4 separate regions of the Sus scrofa genome follow, and all the other regions are linked to region 3. Evidence: chromatin contacts called from public Hi-C and HiChIP or PLAC-seq data. All regions are on one chromosome and are shown on one strand. Each heading gives the region's core, a stretch centred on a gene start, on an enhancer-like site or on the middle of the called end of the contact. The rest is flanking DNA. Distances are from core to core; before and after follow the strand shown.

The links. Hi-C and Micro-C count contacts between places; a contact is called where the count stands out from the background. HiChIP or PLAC-seq counts read pairs in DNA pulled down with a chosen protein or histone mark.
Region 1: a Hi-C map of liver shows a contact between it and region 3, with 2.4 times the contacts expected there. The contact joins the promoter of REEP6 here to the promoter of TCF3 in region 3. A contact is called at or near these places in 1 of 5 promoter capture datasets (fetal skeletal muscle) and 1 of 47 Hi-C or Micro-C datasets (liver).
Region 2: a contact with region 3 is called in a Hi-C map of skeletal muscle, with 3 times the contacts expected there. The contact joins the promoter of REXO1 here to the promoter of TCF3 in region 3. A contact is called at or near these places in 3 of 5 promoter capture datasets (fetal liver, fetal skeletal muscle and liver), 16 of 47 Hi-C or Micro-C datasets (alveolar macrophages, embryonic fibroblasts, epiblast stem cells and 9 more) and 2 of 2 datasets of contacts at active chromatin or transcription factors (alveolar macrophages and skeletal muscle).
Region 4: an H3K27ac HiChIP or PLAC-seq map of alveolar macrophages shows a contact between it and region 3. The contact joins the promoter of RPS15 here to the promoter of TCF3 in region 3. A contact is called at or near these places in 1 of 5 promoter capture datasets (fetal liver) and 1 of 2 datasets of contacts at active chromatin or transcription factors (alveolar macrophages).

The regions. Positions count from the first base shown.
Region 1 is chr2:76,987,179-76,992,254 of Sscrofa11.1, forward strand. It overlaps REEP6 (receptor expression-enhancing protein 6), which reads right to left and starts at 1,836. Exons shown (of 6, transcript XM_021084238.1): 1 at 1,469-1,836. The coding sequence starts at 1,583. PCSK4 (proprotein convertase subtilisin/kexin type 4) reads left to right here. Exons shown (of 15, transcript XM_021084236.1): 2 at 3,012-3,116; 3 at 4,477-4,569; 4 at 4,643-4,771; 5 at 4,853-4,929; 6 at 5,025-5,076.
Region 2 is chr2:76,691,701-76,696,970 of Sscrofa11.1, forward strand. REXO1 (RNA exonuclease 1 homolog) reads left to right here and starts at 2,569. Exons shown (of 16, transcript XM_003123002.4): 1 at 2,569-2,847. The coding sequence starts at 2,691.
Region 3 is chr2:76,857,353-76,862,124 of Sscrofa11.1, forward strand. TCF3 (transcription factor E2-alpha) reads left to right here and starts at 1,727. Exons shown (of 21, transcript XM_021084225.1): 1 at 1,727-2,018; 2 at 3,955-4,092. The coding sequence starts at 4,021.
Region 4 is chr2:77,042,919-77,048,348 of Sscrofa11.1, forward strand. It overlaps RPS15 (ribosomal protein S15), which reads right to left and starts at 1,831. Exons shown (of 3, transcript NM_214334.1): 1 at 1,745-1,831; 2 at 657-891; 3 at 411-563. The coding sequence starts at 1,831. The coding sequence ends at 450.

The sequences.
Region 1 (5,076 bases), core at 586-3,085, 130 kb after region 3:
TCCTCCTCTGTAGCTGGGAGGGGGAGTTGGCCATCTCAGGCAGGTGGGGCCCAAGGATTCCTGGTGGGGGAATGGCACCCCTTCCCTGGAAATCGCAAGGTGGGGAGGAGCAGCTCTCCCTGGGCACCCTTCCCCTCAATCCCTATTCCTGCAGTCTCAGCAAAGGGAGGATGACCTTGGACATGGGCGGGGACATGGCCCTGGAGATCAGCAACAGATGGAGCCCTGGGAAAGGTTGTGGGGGTTGGGGGAGTGGATGCTCCCATGCAGCCCCTGTCACCCCGAACCTCAGTTTCCTTCCTGTGAACCCCTAGCATCCCCAGAGGGCCCCTCCCAAGTGCTCTTTGACCTAAATTCCCCACCCACTGGTATCAGAGATGTGAAAAGGCAGACACGAGGTCAAGCATTGGCTCCCAGGGGCAGGTTCCTGGCTGAGTCAGCATGAGTTGGGGACCAGGAACCTGGGGCAGGGGGCAGGTTTCGGACCCTCCTTGGGCTGCCCAGCATGGGAATCCCCAGTTGGTGGAGAAATGGGAGGAAAGCAGACTCTCGGGATCTATACACAGGTGCTCAAAACATGTGCACATCCTCGCTTAGGGTCCCTTCCCCCTAGTGTCCAAACAGTGTCCTGTGATTCATTCTGGGGGGCTTCCTGGAACGGGTGGCAACAAACAGATGGACTTGGAGTACAGAAAAAGAGGAGAGGGAAGTGTTTCAGAGGATGTCAGGAGCCCCACAAGGTCATTGAGGAGGAAAGGCAGAGGAGGGACTGGAAAGAGAGTGACAATTAGGGGTGGCTGGATCTCCCTCTCTGTTGGCCCCATCCAACCTTTCTCTAAACCCACCACATCGGTCAAGCAACCCAATTCCAGGCAGGGGAGGGAGAGGCCAGGCCAAGGTTGGGTGGAGAGAAGGGGAATCCTAGCAGGAAAACAAAGGAAGGGGAGGTGGGAGTGACTCTTCCCCTCCTTGTCTGGAGCATTCTCTGGGAAAAGAAGATCTCTACAATTGCTTCCAGGCTTGGATCCATCAGGGAAGGGGCTGGTGACACTGGCAGGGAACTGGCTATCTCCTGCCCCCTCCTCCCCCGGGACCAGCAGGACAACTGGAAGAACCGGACTTCTGCCTGGCGGGAACCCAGGGCCTGAAAAGAAGGGGCAGAGGACAGCCTCCAGACCTGATGGCTCGAGTGGGGGTGTTGCGGGGCCGAGATAAGGGGTGGCCCAAGTCCGAGGTCGCATTGCTTGGGGCAGAGAGGGGCTGAGGGCAGAACGAAGGTCCTCGTCCATGACCCCTCCCTAGGATCTCAGTCTCCTCGCTGGGCTGTGGGCGCGCCCCGCCGCCCTATCTAGACCCCGCAGCCGGCGCCGGCCGGAGGGGGCATGCCTGAGGCCCTCGTGGCCCAGGGCTTCAGAGTGCTCTTTGGCAAAAGGGGGTGTCGCCCCAAGCGCTCCCCCCGACGGCTCACCCGCGGCCAAGTACCGCTTGTCGACACCGGTCTTGGCTTCGAGCGCCCCTAGCGCTTCGGTGGCCAAGTTCCTCTGTTCCAGAAAGCGCTCGAAGCGCTGGCGCAGGCCGTCCATGGCACCGCCGGGCCCGGGGCTGGCAGCCTGAACTTGATCGTCGGCCCGCACACCGGCCGTGCAGCCCGCGCGCTGCCTTCCCTTGGCACAAGCCGCACGGCTCCGCCCCCGGGCCCGAATCCGCCCCCGGGCCCGAATCCGCCCCCGGGCTGGTCTCCGCCCCCGAGATGGTCTCCCTCTTCTGCCCCCCGCTCTGGCCAATGGGAGGGCAGGGCGGACAAAGGAGGTGGGGCCTGCCCCGTCTCCTCCGCCGCATTGCCCTTTGGCGGGCCGCGGCCGCGGCAGCCGCGACTTTGGGGGAAGAGGGCGGGGCGCGGCAGCTGAAGGCGCCGATTGGCCGAGACAGAGCGGGACGTAGCTGATTGGGGGGGCGGGGTCATGGCCAGGGATTATTGGCTGAGCCGTTGTGGGTGGAGCCGAGGGAGGCGGAGCTAGAGGGAGGGGCCAGATAAAGGCCAGAACTGGATTGGAGAAAAGATACTAATAGCGAAAACAGAGAAGGGGCGTGGCCGCACATAAAGAAGGAGGGACGGAATATGAAGGCGGGGTTGGGGCGGGGCTAAACTGAGGAGGCGGGACTTATTCGAAGGAGCAATCCTGGTTGGACTTGGAAGGAGACAAGGCTTATTCCTGGGGGAGGGGTGTATAGGAAAGTGGGCGGGACCAAATATTGGGTGGGATCAATTACAGCAACCATGAACCCCCTCCTCTGGGTCAGAAGAATTGAGGTCATTGCATAAATGGGGAGACTGAGGTTCCCAAAGGTTTGAGGTTGCAGGAGACCAGTTGCATGTGTCTCCCCTCACCTGCTGTCAGATCTTCGCGCCCCTGAGGTCGGGGAGCCGCAAGGCCCCCTGGGAGTTGAAGTCTTTCAGAGGTTGCTATGGCTCCAGGGGCGGGGCGGGCACTTGGGCCATCTCGGCGGTTTGGCCAGGAGGAGGGGCTTTGTGAGGCCCCGCCCCCGGGCCCGCCCCCGCTGGCATGCTGCCCGCCCGGACTGCCCTCTGGCTGCGCCTGACTTTGGTCCTGGGCCTGGCGCTCGTTGGCCCTGTGACTGTGGGGTGGGCCTTGGCCCGGGCCCCCATCTATGTGAGCAGCTGGGCCGTACGGGTGTCCCAGGGTTACCAGGAGGCCGAGCGCCTGGCGCGCAAATTCGGCTTTGTCAACCTGGGGCAGGTGGGTTCCGTATTGAAGAGAGGGGGCAGAGACTGGATGACTCCAAACCCTGGCAAATAGGAGGGCACTCCCTAGTTTCCCCAGATATCAAAGACTCGCCCCTGGCCACCTCTGCCTCGACCAATTTCAAATTCTGGGACTCCAGAGAGCACCTGGTTGGGGGAGGATGTAAAGCAGGCGGGCTGGCCCCTGTCTTGGAAGGGGCTCCATCAGGGGAGCCAGGTCCCAGCCATCTGCTCCTTACATTCCCAGATCTTCCCTGACGGGCAGTATTTCCATCTGCGGCACCGGGGCGTGGTCCAGCACTCCCTGACTCCGCACTGGGGCCACCGCCTGCGCCTGAAGAAAGACCCCAAGGTGAGCCTGGCCATGAGACTGCCTCCTCAGAGGTCTCAGCCACCTCCTGTTGTTCTTGTTATGAATGTTATCTCCTGTTATGAATGGCTGTGTGGCCTGAGGCAAATCACCAGCTCTCTATGGGTCTTGGTATATGTCAGCCCCTGGTCTATACAGTGGGGGCAAGAGGAGGAAGATCTGTGGGGTGCAACACTCACCCCAGGGCCTGGTGCCCTGTCAGCATTTCTTGTCACCATCTCCTCCCTCCCTCCTCTATCTTGCTTTGAAAGATCAAGGTTCCCCAGGTATCTGGGAAAGAGACTGAGCTCGGGGGAGGGGGCTGGGGAGGGGGGCTGATCAGCAAGGAGGCAAGAAGCATGACAGCTGGAAACCTGCCAGGAGCACTGGGGACAGAGAGAAGTGGTGAACTGGTGATGTGGTTTGCAGGGCAATGTCAAGGGCTTGCCAATGGATTGGATGTGTGGGACAGAGAGAGAAATTAGGGCCAGCTTTCAAGTCTATGGTGGAACAAATGGGGAGGAGAGGGTCCTGGTAGCTGAGGTGGGAACAGGGGAACATGAGCTGGTTTTGAGGGGTAGGAGATGAACGAGGAGGGGGGGAGGGCAACTGTCTGAGAAAGAGCCACCCAGGGCAGGCAGAATGACAAATGCAAAGCCCCTGGGAATGACTAAGGCTGCAGCAGAGGAAGCCTCGTGGGGACCAGATGGGCAGGGGTGCTTGTTAGCTCTGGAGAAGGTGTTGGGAAGGCACGGGAAGGTTTCAACAGGGAGTGATGCTGCGGTGTCATAAGAGTAGGTTGTAGGCAGGGCAGCTGGGGGAACTGGGAGGAGGCAGATATGACCATACAGAGGCGTCCTGCACCCAGGAGGGTGAGGTAGAGGACGGACATGGTCAGGGTTATATCATGTCTTGGGGAGAGGGATTCTAGAACAGGAATGGGAAAAGGGGCAGGATTGGGACCCCAGGAGCCAGAGCCACTCTGGGCAGCAGCCACCACATGTCTGTGGGTTTGGGGGTGGGTGCCCTGAGGGCTTTGGCCCCCTCTGAAGGCAGAGCCCCAAGCACATAGGGACCTCAAGAGCAGCCCAGCAAACACAGGGTCCCTGGCCCCATCCCACAGTACCTGGGCCCCAGAACAAGTAGGGGACAGCCCAGACACACCTTCCACTAAACCTTAGCCCTATACACTGTTGCCCCTTGGGAAGAGGGAAGAGGCCCAGCACAGACCCTGCAGCCACTTGCAGAAGGGCTGAGGGGCAGGGCCCCCTAAATCAGCCTGGAGTGAGGGCAGGAAGCTGGGAGGAGGGTTGCTGGGTTGTGGGTCCAGACACTCCCAAGGCATGGTTCCCCTACTCCCCAGGTGCAGTGGTTCCAGCAGCAGACACTGCGGCGGCGGGTGAAACGCTCCCTCGTGGTGCCCACGGACCCATGGTTCTCCAAGCAGTGGTACATGGTGAGCTGGTGGGGCTGGGAGGCAGGGCCTGGCCAGGCCAGAGCCCCACTGACCCCTGCCCTGCCTAACACAGAACAACCAGGTGCAGCCAGACCTGAACATCCTGCAAGTCTGGAGCCAGGGGCTGTCAGGCCAGGGCATCGTGGTCTCAGTCCTGGACGATGGCATCGAGAAAGACCACCCAGATCTCTGGGCCAACTATGTGAGGCTTTGGGTCTTGGGTGGGGGCTGCCCCACATCCCATGGCTTGTCACAGGCCCCTGATGTCCCTACACATCCCCAGGACCCCTTGGCCAGCTACGACTTCAATGACTATGACCCGGACCCTCAGCCTCGATACACACCCAGCGACGAGAACCGGTGAGCCCAGCATCCTATGGGGAATTGGGGCAGCCCCAGTACACTCTGAGGGCCCAAGGGGCTGTGACGGGCACTTATCTCTGCTCTGGCACCAGGCATGGGACCCGCTGTGCCGGGGAAGTGGCCGCCAAAGCAAACAACAGGTTC
Region 2 (5,270 bases), core at 1,319-3,818, 160 kb before region 3:
GGACCCTTGTCCGCTCCAGGGACAAGAAGCTGTCAGGCTTCTCTGTCCCTTTGAGGTCCTTACGTGCAGACCCTCCCTTCAGTCTCTCTTGGACGCACTATCATGGGCCCCGGAAGCAGATTGGAGATTTCCCCTCTGCCTCCTGAATGCTCCGTCGGCAGGTGGCCCCGAGGACCCCTGGCCCTACCCGCTAGGCTCAGATCCCCTGTGTGCTGAGGACACCCCCTGGTCCATGCCAGCTGGACCTCGTCCTCAACGCCAGACCCGAGATGTTCTCAGCCCCACCCCTAGTCTGTTCTGGTCTGCTCCCCTTCAGTCACTGCAGCTTCAGCCAAAATCTTTGGGCTCGCCCCTGACTCCCCTCTTTGTCTCACCACCCTCATCCGGTCCATTTGGAATTCTTTTTTTTTTTTGTCTTTTTTGTCTTTTTGTTGTTGTTGTTGTTGCTATTTCTTTGGGCCGCTCCCACGGCATATGGAGGTTCCCAGGCTAGGGGTCGAATCGGAGCTGTAGCCACCGGCCTACGCCAGAGCCACAGCAACGCGGGATCCGAGCCGCGTCTGCAACCTACACCACAGCTCACGGCAACGCCGGATCGTTAACCCACTGAGCAAGCGCAGGGACCGAACCCGCAACATCATGGTTCCTAGTCGGATTCGTTAACCACTGCGCCACGACGGGAACTCCCCATTTGGAATTCTAACTGGACATCTACCTTTGAAACATACCCAGAACCAGTCCATTTCTCCTGCCTCCACCTAATCCCACCTCATGGCCCACCTGGACCAACCCTTGATCCGGACTCCTGCCCTGGCCCTCACAGTCTGCCTTCCCGGCTGGAGCCACCAGAAGGCGTCTGTGATCACTTTCTGTGAGTCAGGCCCTGCCCTCCTCTGCACTCAGCGCTCCAGGCTGCCACCTCCCTCCAGGGTGAATCGCCCAAGTCCTCCCTGAGGCCAACCAGGCCCTGCATGACCTGCCCCTGCCCCCTCTCTGCCGCTGTTACCTTCTCCCTCTCTCCCCTTTACTCACTCAGGTGCAGCCACACAGGCCTCCTTGCAGTTCCTCCAACAAGCCTGGTGCCGCCTTTGCCCTGGGGCCTTTGCACATATTGTGCCCTCTGCCTGGAATGCCTTTACCCTAGATGCCTGCTTGGCTTTCTCCTTGAACTGCTCAAATTCCACTTCCCCATCAGACTCCATGGACCACCCCTTTCCCCAGCTCCCTACTCTCCCTATCACCCATCCTCCAGAAGAGCACTCTCGGCCTTGTACTTAAGTATCTCCTTTACTGATCTCCTGCTGTCTCTCTTCTAGAACGCTACTACTGCCAGGGTGGGGATCTATGCTTTGTTCACTGATGTCTCTAGCACTGGGTCTGGCACTCACATAGTAGGTCCTTGGTAAATATTTGTTGAGTAAATAACCAAGGTCAGTCAGTGAGTACAGAGGAAGCATCTAGTAAGTGCAAGCTCAGGGGTGACCTGACTTCACCTCACTAGCATTGTCAGGGCCAGGCTGAGGGGTCCTCCCTCCTCTTGGCGGTGGAAGAGGCGCTGGCATCGAGAGACCCCTGGGGTGAGGGGTCTCAGGCCCAAATGCCACCGGGGCCAGGTGGCTGAGGTAAGGATAGATGGGCTGGGAGAGGGAGGAGATGACCTGCACAGACTGCACCCCCACCCTGTGCTCACACGGGGATCCTTGGCAATTGCCAGCTGGCGGGCAGGCTGGGAATTGTAGTTTTATGAAGCATCTCCCCCAATTTAAATAAAGGGCAACAAACAAATTTACATCATTTGAAAAACTAGTACTGAAACAAAACTGGTACTCAGATACATATACACACATGTTCACAGAGGCTCAATTCACAACAAACAGGCGGAAACCACCTGAATATCTATTATCTGATGAACAGATAAAATACGGTTTAGGGTCAATATTTGGTGGACAAATGAGTAAATCGGAATAGGGTTCCGCTGGTGGACCTGGGGATGAGATTTCAGACAAGAGTCCAGTGGGAGTCCACCCGGAGCCCAAGTCGAGGGACCTCCGCAAGCCTCTGCTTCAACGAGTGCAAAACGTGAGCACTAATTCGAAGTCAACCCGGGCGGAGTTGAGTTTCAGAGCCTGAGCTGGGTAACTCCGGTGCAGATCTCCAGGTGCAGGTGAGACACGCCCGCAGGACTCGTGTTGACCAGCAGAGGGCGCCTCAGGGAGACGTGCTAATAAAACTAATTAAATGCACCTAAGCCACAGCTGGACTATGAGGGGGGCCTTTTTTTTTTTTTTTGATCAGGCGTGCCGTGGACAGCTCCAGGCGCCGCAGGGGTCTGGGGCTCAAGATGGCGCTGTTGCCGCCACCGAGGGCCAGGCGGCGGCGCCGGCGAGGCTCCCGGAGACAGTAGGCAGGGCGTCTCGCCCCCACCACCCCTACCCCCGCGACTGCCTGTCCTGGGCCATGGGTCCATGACCCTCCTTGGGGCCGCGGGAGCAGGTGTTTCTGATCAGGCGCACTTCGGGCAGCTGCTCCCGAGGTCCCTTGCGGCGGCGTCCCGGGGGCCTCCGGGGACCTCGGAGCAAGATGGCGGCGGCAGCGGGGTCCGTGAGGCGCGGGCGGCGGCGACCGCGGCGCCAGTGAGGGGCCCGTGGGCCCGGGCGGCTCCGGGCCGCGGCCCCGCCGCGGGACGGACCATGCTACGTTCCACCGGCTTTTTCCGGGCCATCGACTGCCCGTATTGGGCTGGGGCGCCCGGGGGGCCCTGCCGGCGGCCCTACTGCCACTTCCGGCACCGCGGGGCCCGGAGCCCGGGCGCACCCGGGGGAGGCGGAGCGGCGTCCCCCGCAGCAGGTAATGCCCGCCCCGGGCTCAGCACTCCGGCGCCCGGGCTTCCTTGGCCCCCAGTTCCCCGCCCAACCTTCTTCTCTCTCGCTCGCGGGCGACGTGTCCCCAAGTCCGGGCCACCTACCCGGGGCCCACGTTGAGCGACCTCTGCAAACCTCTGCTTCAACGAGTGCAAAACGTAAACAACGAAGGGACCCGTTCTCCTAGAGGCGTCGCAAGGGTGGAGCGCGCCGGGCTCGGGAAAGGAGCGCGGCCGACACTGGTTGGCAGGCCCGAGCTCATGCCGGGGGAACCGTTCCCGCCGCCTCCCCGGCCCCGAGTGCTCGTGGCAGCCCTTGTTTACTTCTGCGCTTCTTCGGCCGCCGCGCCGCTGATTGTGGCCTCTCTTGTTTACAGTAGCAGTCTAGAGGATCTTGCTTAGGAACCTGGGCTGTGTGTTGAGCCGTGTGCCAACATATCCACTTGCTTGTGTGTGTGTTGGGGTGGGGGTCAGGCTTCCAAGTGAACGTTTCTAGATTGAGCATTACAGTACCGTGGTGATTATCAATGTCGCGGCAGAGTTCGGTGAGAGCTGCCCGGGGTCACGCTGCTTGTGGGGAGTGTGGGACTTGAGCTGTTAAGAATGGGGGCAAAAAGAGGGGCACCGCGAGGAAAGGCTTGCAGGGATGTCCTTACTCCGGAGGGGAACTCGGGCTCTCACTGGGGCTCCTGTCCTTCAGGACTGGGCTCCCCTTTTCTTTCAGGCTCATATTCTTCATTCGGCATCCTCTCTCTTTCCCCATGAAAGAATCCCCATCTCAGAGCCTTTTAACTTTCAAAGAGGAGCGCCCTTGCTAAGATTAAATAATGGGCTTGTTCTCCCATTTTGCCAGAAAAAAAAAAGGAGGGGGTAGCATTTTCTCAAATTTCCATTGTAAGTTTGTCCTGACTTTTTGCACCTGCCACCCACTGTTCACAGCCAGCCAGATGCAAGCATTGGTTGCCTGGCTCCACATTTGTGCCAGGCCTGGGGCTGTGTGCATTGTGGGCCCTGCTCTCAGGAACTTACCCCTGAGGAGGGAAGCTGGCCTGGCCCACAGGTGCCTTAGTTTCCAGCGGTGCCTTACCCCCAGCTGAGTGTCAACGGCCTCCCGGTGTCCTTTTTCAACTCAAGACAGTGCAGTTTTCAATCCATCTATTGACCGACTTGGCCTGGCCTGGCGAGTGATGCTCCTTACCATTGGGACAGATAGGGAGGGACCATGCCCCCAGCAGCAACTTGTCTGCAGACTCCACATGGCCTTCCAGCCTTCTGAACTCTGGAGCTCTGGTCTCTCTTCTTGGGCGTTCATCCTGTGCTATTCATTTCTTGAATGGCCAGTGACTTTCCCAGAGGCCAGGTTTTGAGAGCCCATTTGGTGATGTTGCCCTGTCTGCTTCCCTTCCCACAGGAGAAAAGGCCACTGCCTACCCCCGATCCCCGTGCATCTGCATTTTGTTTCGCAGGTGAGAATAAGCAGTCCTTTTCCCGTCTCTGGTGGGGGGTGGCCTCTGTTACCTTCTGGTGGAATTCTGCCTTGCCCTAGAGAGGCAGGGTTGGAGCCCAGCTCAGCCTCTTTCTTGCCATGGGGCCTCTCTGACACTCTGTTTCATCTTCTGGTCATGCTCACGGGGTAGCCCTCTGAGTGGGCCAGGGGATAGTGTGCACCTAGACCTCCCCCTCCCTTACAGCTGCCCCCTGCTCCAGATTTTGATAACCCTGTTTCCTGTTGGGTTTGGAGACTCTGCAGCAGTCCAGGCTCTGGCTGGGTCCACTTGTGACCAGATAGACAGCCCAAGCAGAGGTGCTCTGGCAAGTGTGGGCTGGGCAGGGATGCTGAGGTCCTGGGTGTTGGCTGCCTGCCTGCAGGTGGGGTGTGCAGCCCTGTGTGACCCAGCACCAGTGGCCTTGGGTTGATGGCCTCCTGAACCTTCCAGCAGGGTCTGAGGCCCATGCAAGGGCTAGGCAGGCATACCGTTCTTTCTGGCCCTCAGATCCATCCTCCTGTGCTCCAGGACCCCTACCTCCTGCTCTTGGACTAGGGGGAGTGCCCCAGTTATTGCCGCATACCCTCGTGTTCTTCATCCTTGACCTTGACCAGTGGGCGGGATGGTCATCCCCATTTCCCAGATGAGGAAACTGGGTCCCAGAGAGGGACAGCCACATGCCTGTGTACACATGGCTGGTAAGTGGGGGACATGGGGTGGAGTTTTGGCTGTCAGGCCCTTGACCCTCACTACTTCTTGCCAGTTTCTCTTGTCAACATCCGTGGGACCTGGGTCCCATCACGCATTGTGCTCCATCTTCCCCTGAGGCCAAGAGGTAATACTGAGACCTGGGAGAGGCAGTATTGAGGATGGGCCTGGAGGAAGACCTGCTTGTGGGGGAGGCCAGGGTGACCCTAGCTGGG
Region 3 (4,772 bases), core at 477-2,976:
AGGTAGGGGCCGAGGGGGCCTCCCACCAGATGCCCAGGTCTGCCAGTGGGGAAGAGGCCACAGGATAAGAACACACATCCCTCACTTCATCCTTCCATTTTCCTTATGGGGAAACTGAGGCCCAGACAGTGGGAAGTACTTGCCCAAAGTCCCAGTGGTGTAGGGAGGGATGCCAGATTTGAACCCAGACCCCAAGAACCTCACTCCCCTCCCCAGACCTGTCCCACGTGGGAGCACTCTGGCCCTGGAGGGGTCAGGGTGAGGGTCAGCCCAGTTTGGGCGTGGCAGGAGGGGGCTTTATTAGGCTCCTCCTGAGCTCCCCAATTGCCCCTGGGGCCTTCTCTACTTCCATTCCCCCCAGGATCCCCACTTTCCTTCCTTCCTTTCAGTCCTGTTCCCTGGATTGAGGGCAGCACTGAACTGAACTGGCTCAAGGCTCCAGAAGGGATGGAAGAGCCTTTGCTCCCAGGTAGGAATGAGCCAGGCAGATTCTAGAAGAGCAAGGAGGAGGCTGCTGTGTCAAGAGCCCATCCCTGGCCTGGAGGGGAGTGTAGCTTTCTCTCTGCGGACACAGGGGGCCATGACAGAGTGTGTTATTTTCATTTATAATAATTATTTCCAGGAGTTCCCGTTGTGGTGCAGCGGAAACAAATCCGAGGTTGCGGGTTCGATCCCTGGCCTTGCTCAGTGGGTTAAGGATCCGGCGTTGCGGTGAGCTGTGGTGTAGGTCACAGACTCAGCTTGGATCCTGCATTACTGTGGCTGTGGCGCAGGCTAGCGGCTACAGCTCTGATTAGACCCCTAGCCTGGGAACCTCCATATGCCATGGGAGCGGCCCTAGAAAAGGCAAAAAGAAAAAAAAATTATTTCCATCCTGTAGGGTCTGTGGTTTTCAAAAGCTGAAGAGCCTCTGGACGTGGGAGGGAACTGGGGATCTAAGTGACTCTCACAGACCAGTGAGAGTCAGAAGGTCTTAAGTCCTTGTCCAAACTCAGGCCAAGATCCCATTTTATCGACGAATAAACTGAGTCTCAGGCAGACAAAGGCAACCAGCAAGTCAGAGGCACAGAGTGGGTTCCACGGGGGGAATTTCTGACCCTGAAACAGAGCTGCATCAGTGACCCCACGGGAAAATAGGTCTGATTTATTCCTTCCAAGTCTGGAATGCCCGCTCGCAAGACCCAGCAGCAGGGGCCAGACCTAGGAACTCAGACACGACCAAGCCCAAAAGGCCGTGCGGCCGGCCATGCACACCTGAGAATAAAACTCCAAGCCCCACCTCCCCCATCGCTTCTCGCGGCCTCTCGCTCGGAGAGTCCCGCCTCCTTCTTTACCCGGACGCGCAGAGGGGAGGGCGGGGCGGGGCGGAGCCTGGTTGCGAACGGCCGGCATCCCCGCCAATCAGGCTTTCGCACCTTCCAATTGGCCTCGTCCGCTCGGCCTTCTCTTTCCATCGCTCGGTCCTTCCCGCTTGCGTCACGGCTATGCGGCCAATCCACGTGCGCCTCCGCTCTGGAAGATAGTCCCTGCCCCCACCTCATGCCGTTGGCCCACGATTCTTCGGATCGCCCGCTCCAGGCGCTGGGCTCCGCGGGCCCGCTGCCGCGTTCGGCGGGAGCGTGGGGCGGACGTGTGGCAGTGGGCGGCGTGCAAACCGCGGCGGAGGGATCCGCGGGCGGACGCGGGGCGGAGCTGATGAGGGGCGGGGCCTGTAGGGGGCGGGGCGCGGGTTGGGGGCGGAACATGTCTCCCGCCGCAGGAAGATGAGGCAGCGGCGGCGGCCGCGGGCGTAGCGGGCCGGACCGAGCCCAGCGACACGGCCGGCGGGCACCGCGGCCTCCGTTCGCGTCGCCTCCGCCAGTGCCCGGACCGCGGACGGTCCGCCGAGCGGATACGCGGGGAGCCGGGCTACGCGCCACCGCCCACGCGCGCCCCTCGGGGCCGCGACGCCCCTTTGTCCGGGGGGGCCGTTCATGTCGCCGCCCCCCGCGCGCTGCGGGCCGGGCCGCGCCGAGCAGGTGAGCGCGCCGGGACCCTCCGCCGCTCGGTGCCTGGCGGGCTGGGCCGCTCTGGGGTGCGGAGACTCCGAGCAGTGGCTGGCCGGGCGGGGGGCGGCGCGGCCGAAGTCATTGTTCTCCAACTTTGCGCGCCGGAGGGGGCAGGCGACGTGGAGGGCGCGCTCGGGCCCGCGCGCCCCCGCCAGTCGGCACTTGAGGAAAGTTTGCGGAGCCGGGCGGGGGCGCGGGGGGCGCCGCTGGGCTGCCCAACTTCGCGGCGGGGTAGCGGCGCGGGGCCCGCGGGCGCCCCCTCCCCCGGGGGCCCGGCCGGCGCCGGAGTTTGGAGGGGAGCGAGAGAGGGAGAAGGAGCGTCCTTTTGTCTGCGGGGAAGGTGCGCCGCGCCACTGCAGGCGGGGGCCGAAATCCTGGCCGGGGGCCGCATCTGCTCCGCGGTACGCGGGCACGGGCGGCGGCTGCTTCGGGGCGAGCAGCGCAGTGGCGGCGGCAGCGCCGCGAGCTTCAAAGGGCTCCCGGGCCGCGCCGCCCGCACCGGCTGCTGGGGGGGGGTAGGGTGGGGGTTGGTTTCCCGGGCCTCCTCCCACCCCTCCCCCCAGAGCGAGAAGTTCCTTGCCCCTCTTTCTCCCAAAGTGGTTTCGTACATCTTTTGAGTTCGCTTCGAGTCTCCAAAAGTCCTTGTGATACCCCAGAAGTGTCTCGGATCTCCTTGAAAAGCCTGTTTCAGTCTCCCCCACCCCAGGTCTGCCTTAAAATCGGTTTCAGCTACCCCACAAAAAAGTGCGGTTTCGTACTCCTCAAAAAAGTCAGTTTCACACGCCCTCCAAAGAAGAAAAAGCTTCGCGGAGGAGGGGGTGCTCTGGGGCATCCGTTTCACACCCGTCTCCAGTTGGCAAACAAAGCGGGGGTTTCTCCTTTTCTGATGTCGGGTCTTCCTCAACCTCGGAACCCCCTCTAACCCCTCGGTTTCTGCTTGCCGCTCCCGCCCCCTTCTGGGTCCCCGGGGAGAGAAGCTGGAGGGACTTCGCTGTCTGACTGTGGGACGGAGACCCTCATCGGGGTGTGGGACGGGGCTTGGCAGGTGGATCCCCCACCCCGTTCTAGAAAGGAGCCCTGGGGACCCTGTTGGGGAAACCCTGGTATTAGGACAACTCCCCCCCCCCCTTCCAGGGCCGGGAGGCAAGGAATGTTTTTAAAGTTGCTTAAAAATAATTCCCGGATACATGGTGACAATAAAACAACCTAGGGTGGCTTTTCTTCTTTCAGAGTTCAGTTGTTTTTTGTGGGAGGAGGAGGCGAAGTGTGGAGGGAAGCTGTGAGGGTAGGTCCTTGTGTTGGGCGGACCCCTCCTTTAGCCCTGGAGCGGGAAGGGGGATTTGCCTGCCGTCCTACTTGTGGATTTAATTCCCCTTGAATTTGGGGGTGCCTGGGTCTTCAACGTGCACTGACAGCTGCCGGGTGGGGGGGAGTCACCAAATTTCCCTTGGGGCGGGGCTGGGGTCGCCCCTCCCCCTTCCCAGGGGCGGGGCCAGTGGGAAGCCTGGGGGTGGTTGGAAATGAGAGAAGTGGCGGGGAAGAGGGGCGGGTTCTGCCCGAGCTGGGAAGGGACCACTCCGCCCCGCATCCAGTTTAAAATTTGCAACTTGATTCCCTGGTGGTCGCTGAGGGAGTTTCGGGAATCTGAACTCTGTGCGCTCCCCCACCCATTGTTCAAATTCCCCGAGGGCTCTGGGGAGGGGTCTCAAGGGGCCCAAATCCCCGAATCCTGGCCGCCTTGCCCCCACCCCCAGGGTCTGGAAGGGACTCGGCGTGGGAAGACCCAGAGCCTCAGAGCAGCTAGAGGGGCTCTTAGCTCCTCCACTCCCATCGGTCCGCCTCAGCCTTCGGCACTCATACCTCTTCTCTTCTCCTGCCCCTGCACCCGCCGTGGGTCACCACACAGGGCTGTCTCTAGGCCTGAGGAGCCCCTCCTGGCCCTTGGCCATCGGGCCCCCGTTGCTGCTGGAGAATGAACCAGCCGCAGAGGATGGCGCCCGTGGGCACGGACAAGGAGCTCAGTGACCTCCTGGACTTCAGCATGGTGAGTGGTCCCACCCTCCCTTCCCCCCCCTTATGCACGGCGCCCTACAGGCTCCCCAGGAAAAAAGCATCTGCCAAAAACACCCCCAGCATTTGGACCTCAAACTTGTTTGGGTGAAAGGGCCCCAGGTGGGGCTGGGGAAGTTGGGGTGCATGCCAAAGGATGGACTGGCACCCCTCATGGCAGGGAGCAGTGTCCAGAGGAACCTGTCACACAGCTCTTTGCCCAGCACAGACTGAGTCCAACCTGCCCTTTTACAGAGGGAGAAACAGGTCCAGAGTGAGGGAGGGGTCTGCCCAGGGCCTCTAGCTCCTCCTTGGTGGGGTTTGTCCCTGAGGTCCTAGCTTGGCCCTGGGCACACAGTGACCTTGGTTTTTGACCTATACAGTGGTGTGATCAGAGTTATTCACTCCCTTGTGGATGCAAAGAACAGGGGTGCCCAGCGCCTCAGTGACCCACATGAAGGGACCTTCTGTTAGTGGGGAGAGGACACAGATAGCAGTGGATCTGTAATTCTTCAGTCATTTAGTCACATGGGAGCCAGAATGGTGGGTCACCAGCAGTTCAGGTGCAGGTGATGGGAGGAGACCTTGAGAGCATTGCACGGGAATCTGTGGGCAGTGCTGGCTCTGCGGGGGTTGGGGGGGGGTGTCCTTACACTTCCTGGGCAGTGTGCTCCA
Region 4 (5,430 bases), core at 581-3,080, 190 kb after region 3:
TGAGTGTCCAAAGCACTGAGGAATGCTGAGAAGGTGTGTGGTCGGGGGGTGGGAAGGTCACTGTTCCTGTTGATCCACTGTGGGAACCTGGGAAGAGAGACTGCAGAGGGGGATGGCGGCTTAGGCAGCAGCTGCCTCTGAATGGGCCAAAGAGCACCCACGAGCTGCCAAGCAACTACAGGCCAGAGAAGAGCACAGGCCCCTGGACATCTCTGAACTTGCTACAGGGCCAGAGTCACATGTAGCGCCCCACTCACTCCTTCCCTAGCTTCAGCCTGCCAGAATTAGGCTGGCATTGCATCTACAGCAGAAATCCCAGGGGCACACACTGCCTAGCCCTGGTCCACTGCCCACCCCTCTTCCCTGAGGGACTGACTGGACACAACACATGGAAAAGGACCAGTCAGACTCAGGACTAGAGAAGGCTGCCTTTATTGGCCAGCAGGCTACTACTTGAGGGGGATGAAGCGGGAGGAGTGCGTGGCCCCGATACCAGGCCGGCCATGCTTCACAGGCTTGTACGTGATGGAGAATTCGCCTAGGTAGTGTCCAATCATCTCAGGCTGTGAGAGAAGGGAGCAGGGTGGTCAGGCAGGTGTGGGTGGCCAGCCCCCACCCACCCAGGCCTGCCCCAGGGCAGCACAGGCCACACGTACCTTGATCTCCACCTGGTTGAAGGTCTTGCCATTGTAGACACCTACCATGCTGCCCACCATCTCGGGCAGGATGATCATGTCTCGCAGGTGCGTCTTCACTACCTCTGGCTTCTCCATGGGTGGCGCCTCCTTCTTGGCCTTGCGCAGGCGCTTGAGCAGCGAGTGCTGCTTCCTCCTCAGACCTCGGTTCAGCCGCCGCCGCTGCCGTGCGCTGTACAGCTGCATCAGCTGCTCGCTGGGGGCAGAGCACTGGAGGCTCAGTCCCCGTGGTCCACCCACTAATAGGTCTGTTTCCTGCAGTGCCCCCAAAGCGATGCACCTGACCCGCTCACGAACCAAGTACCCAGGCCAAAGGCTCTGGATGAAGCCCTCCAGCTCAAGGACCTCTACTTTGCTATGTCAAACAAGGAAATCCGAGGCAGGAAGGGGGGTGGATCAGATGAGGAGGCCAAACGACTGGAACTTTGCAAGCAAATTGCTGTGCTTAAGGCCTCAAGAACCCAGGAGCACTGCAAGTAACAGGGCCCTGTGCTGTGCCCTCCAAGAAGTGGGCCCCTCCCAGTCAGGCCCACGGGTGTATCTCCAGGAGAAAAAACTGTCCCTGGCTACCATTAAGCCTCCCTTCCCATCTGGGGGCCTGAATAACGCAACCACCCTGGCTAAGCTTCCAGCCTGTAAAGTTCGCTAACAAAAGACAATAACCTTTTTTTTTTTTTAAACTGCTACACCTGTGGCATATGGAAGTTCCCGAGTTAAGGAACTTAGCTGCAGGCCTTACACTGCAGCCACACCGGCTCTTTAAGCCACTGAGCAAGGCCAGGGATTAAGCCCGCAACCTCGCAGAGACAATGTCAGGTCCTTAACCCGCCGAGCCACAAGGGCAACTCCTAAGACAGCCTTTACATGTCCAAGCGGATGCCGATATCCAAAGAGAACAAGCAGAACTCTTACTAGATTCCACACTCCACGCCCCCAAATAAACTTTTATCAGCACGCAGCCCCGCCCACTCGTTTACACAGGGTCTACAACCTCGGCTGCAGATTAAGTTGCAACCCCAGTTCTCGGGTCCCCTCCTGCCACCACTTACTAAGACATGTCCAGCAGCTGGTCGAGGTCCACGCCGCGGTAGGTGAACTTGCGGAAGGTCCGCTTCTTCTTCTGCTCTACTTCCGCCTGCGCGAGCCCGGGAAGGGGCTAAGCAAGACCCCGACACCCACCTCCCACCCATGCAGCGGGGTCACGGGGCCCGCAATTCCCGCCGAGAATCGCGCGAAGCTCTGGAGTACGAAAGCCGACAGGAACAGATCTTCTCGGGCCGGTTCCAGGCAGGGCGGCAAGCACGGCCCGGGGCTACAGGGGCTCGCCTAAGACATGCGGGCCGACACAGGCCTTCCCCGCCCCGGGTCGTCCCAACCCCCACCAGGCCTGCCCCGCGCCCCCATATCTGGCGGTTCCGGAGGCCTGTTGGAGGCTACCGCAGCCGCGCAGCCCGATCCTGACCCCCGCGAGGCGGCCAGAGTTCGGATGGCACCGGATGGATCCGGCACAAACACACCAAGCACAAACACTCACCATCCCGTCGGCTCTTCGGAAAGGAACACTCCCGCTACGCCTGCGTAGTTATCGCGCGGCCTTTCACGTGCCCCGCCCCCGGCCGTGCGCGCGAACGCACTTCCGCTTTCCCGCCGAGGACGGGCGTCCTCTGTTGTCCGGAGGCCAGAGTGCTGGCTGAGAGGAATAAAGAAGCCCCCGCCTTTCTTGGGTGCTCAGATCCCCAGCATGGGGCCGGTAGCCTAGTGTTTGGGGATTCTTTCCTCAACTGGGAAACATGGGTTACATCGCGGTCCCTTTCGGAGACTCATATTCGTGCTCTGTAATTTCCATAGCGAACCCCACCTAGGAAGAGTGGGCGGAGTTCCTGTTGTAGCTCAGCGAGTTAAGAACCCGACTAATAACCATGAGGATGATGATTCGATCTCTGGCCTCGCGTAGTAGGTTAAAGGATCTGACGTCGCAAGCTATGGTGTAGATCTCTGAAGCGGTTCGGATCCAGCGTTACTGTGGCTGTGGTATAGGCGAGCAGCTACTGCTCCAGTTCGACCCCTAGTCTGAGAACCTCCATATGCTGCGAGTGCGGCGAGGCCCTAAAAAAAAAAAAAACAAATAATGTTTGCAGTAGGCGCTGGCTGGGGGGTTCAGGGCTGTCCCTTCCCTAGGAAGCTCACATCCCAGTGGGCGAAGCTGCCACATAAGGAACAAGGTTATACAGATATCTGAGACAAGAGGAAAGTCTGGAGGCGGTGGACACGGGCTTCACACAGATGGTCAGAAAAGGCATTCCTGATAGGGACCAGCCAGCCTTTAACAGACAAAATTTTAAAAGTAGCAACTGTAACATTGCAGTGCTAGGGTTGTGACACAGAGATGTAATATGTTTAAGGATAATAGCAAGAATGGGACAACGGATTAGAACTATATAGGTGTACTCCATCAGAAAGTGAATCTGGTACATTAAGGTGTTTGTGGTGGAATGTGGCCAGGCAATGCTACAAACAACTGAAAGCAGGGATTAGAACACATTTGCACACCTATGTTCACAGGAGCGTGATTCACAGTAGCCAAAAGATTGGAAACAACCCTAGTGTCCATCCATGGTTGATGGATAAACACAATGTGGTCCACCTCTGCATTGGAATATAACTCAGCCTTAAACAGGAAGGAAATTTTGGGAGTTCCCGTCATGACTCAGTGGTTGGCGAATCCAACTAGGAACCATGAGGTTGTGGGTTTGATTCCTGGCCTTGCTCAGTGGGTTAAGGATCCAGCATTGCTGTGAGCTATGGTGTAGGTCGAAGACGCGGCTGGGATCCCACGTTGCTGTGGCTCTGGTGTAGGCCGGTGGCTACAGCTCCGATTAGACCCCTAGCCTGGGAACCTCAATGTGTCATAGGTGTGGCCCTAGAAAAGACAAAAAAAAAAAAAAAGGAAGGAAATTTTGACACATAATGTTGATGGACCTTGAGAACATCAGTGAGTGAAGCCAGACACAGGACAGATACTGTCTGATTCTACTACCAAGAGGTTCCTGGAGGAGTCAGATCCAGAGAGACAGAAAGTAGATTTGCTGTGGCTCGTAGGCTGGCAGCTGTAGCTCTGATTAGACCCCTAGCCTGGGAACCTCCATATGCCTCAGGAGCGGCCCTAAACAAACAAACAACAAATGGTTAAAAATGGCAAATCTCATATCGTGCACAATAAACAACCACCAAACAGATGTATGCGGTAAACTTCTTAGGTAACTCCTAAGAAACTCTAAACAATGAAAAAAAATCCTTAAAACAATTAAAATGCTGCAATAGAAAATACTCAATGCAAGAGAAAGCATTACTAGAGACAAGAACAGAAAGATGTGACATACAGAACAGAGTGAAATGTTTGGCAGAGGTAAATCCAAGCATGTATGGTTGACAGTGGATTGAGGATGCAACCAGCTCTGCTTGGTGGGTTCCATCTGGAAGGAGTGAATGTGCAAAGGCCCTGAGGGAGGAATGAGCTGCTAAAACAAGGGAAAGGAGGAGTTCCCGTTGTGGCACAGTAGTGAAAGAATCCGACTAGGAACCATGAGGTTGTGGGTTCAGTCCCTGCCCTTGCTCAGTGGGTTAATGATCCGGCGTTGCCGTGAGCTGTGGTGTAGGTTGTAGACGCAGCTTGGATCCCGCGTTGCTGTGGCTCTGGAGTAGGCCAGTGGCTCCAGTGGCTACAGCTCCAATTAGACCCCTAGCCTGGGAACCTCCATATGCCGCGGGAGGGGCCCAAAGAAACAGCAAAGAGACAAAAAGACAAAAACCAAACAAACAAAAAAAACAAGGGAAAGGACAATGCCCTCCCCTGCCCCCAACATGACTCCACTGTGCCTCAATACTCTGTCAGGCAGGTGGCAACCAAGCCTCCAGTCCCCTCCTGCCCATCCTGCCCAGTTCATTGGGTGGGATTTGGCTCAGCCGAATGGCCTTGTGGGGAGTGGGGCTGGCCTGGAGGGAACAAGAAATCTGAGCTTTCCTCAGACATTTCCACAATCCTGGCAGGGGTAAGGAGAGCCAACTAAACTCCAGCAAATGAGGGGGTGTCTTTCCCTGACCTAGGGAAGCACAAGCATTTTGTTTGGGGCTGCAGGAAGTGCCCTTCAGGGTGTGGCATGGCACAGGCTTGCCCAAGTTCACTGGGGCAAAATTGGTCCTGGGAGCTCTCAGCAGGCTCTAAATCCCTTCACTGATTGCATAGTGCCCTTTGGCCAAGACCTGGAATTCTGCAGGGAATTAATCTTGCTAATGTAAGGAGCTAACTCTTATGCAACAATGACACATGATGAGGACTGGAGTGGACAAGAGGAGGATGTTGGCTGGGAAGGTCCACTTTAGCTGGCTCTAAGAGCTGAGCTCAACTTTCCTGCCTGCAGCGAGCTCAGGGGTGGGACTTTCTGGCTTTCTTTGTTCATTACATCATCCTAAGTCTGGCACACTGAAGCCATCCAAGGCATCTTGGACGAATCAGTTTTGTTCTAAAATCTTTTCTTTTTTCTTTTTAGGGCTACACTGGTGGCATATGGAAGTCTCAGGCTAGGGGTCAAATCAGAGCTACAATTGCTGGCCTACACCACAGCCACAGCAATGTGGGATCCAAGTTGCGTCTGCAACCAACACAGCTCACACCAATGCAGGATTCCCGGACCCACTGAGCAAGGCCAGGAATTGAACCTATATCCTCATGAATACT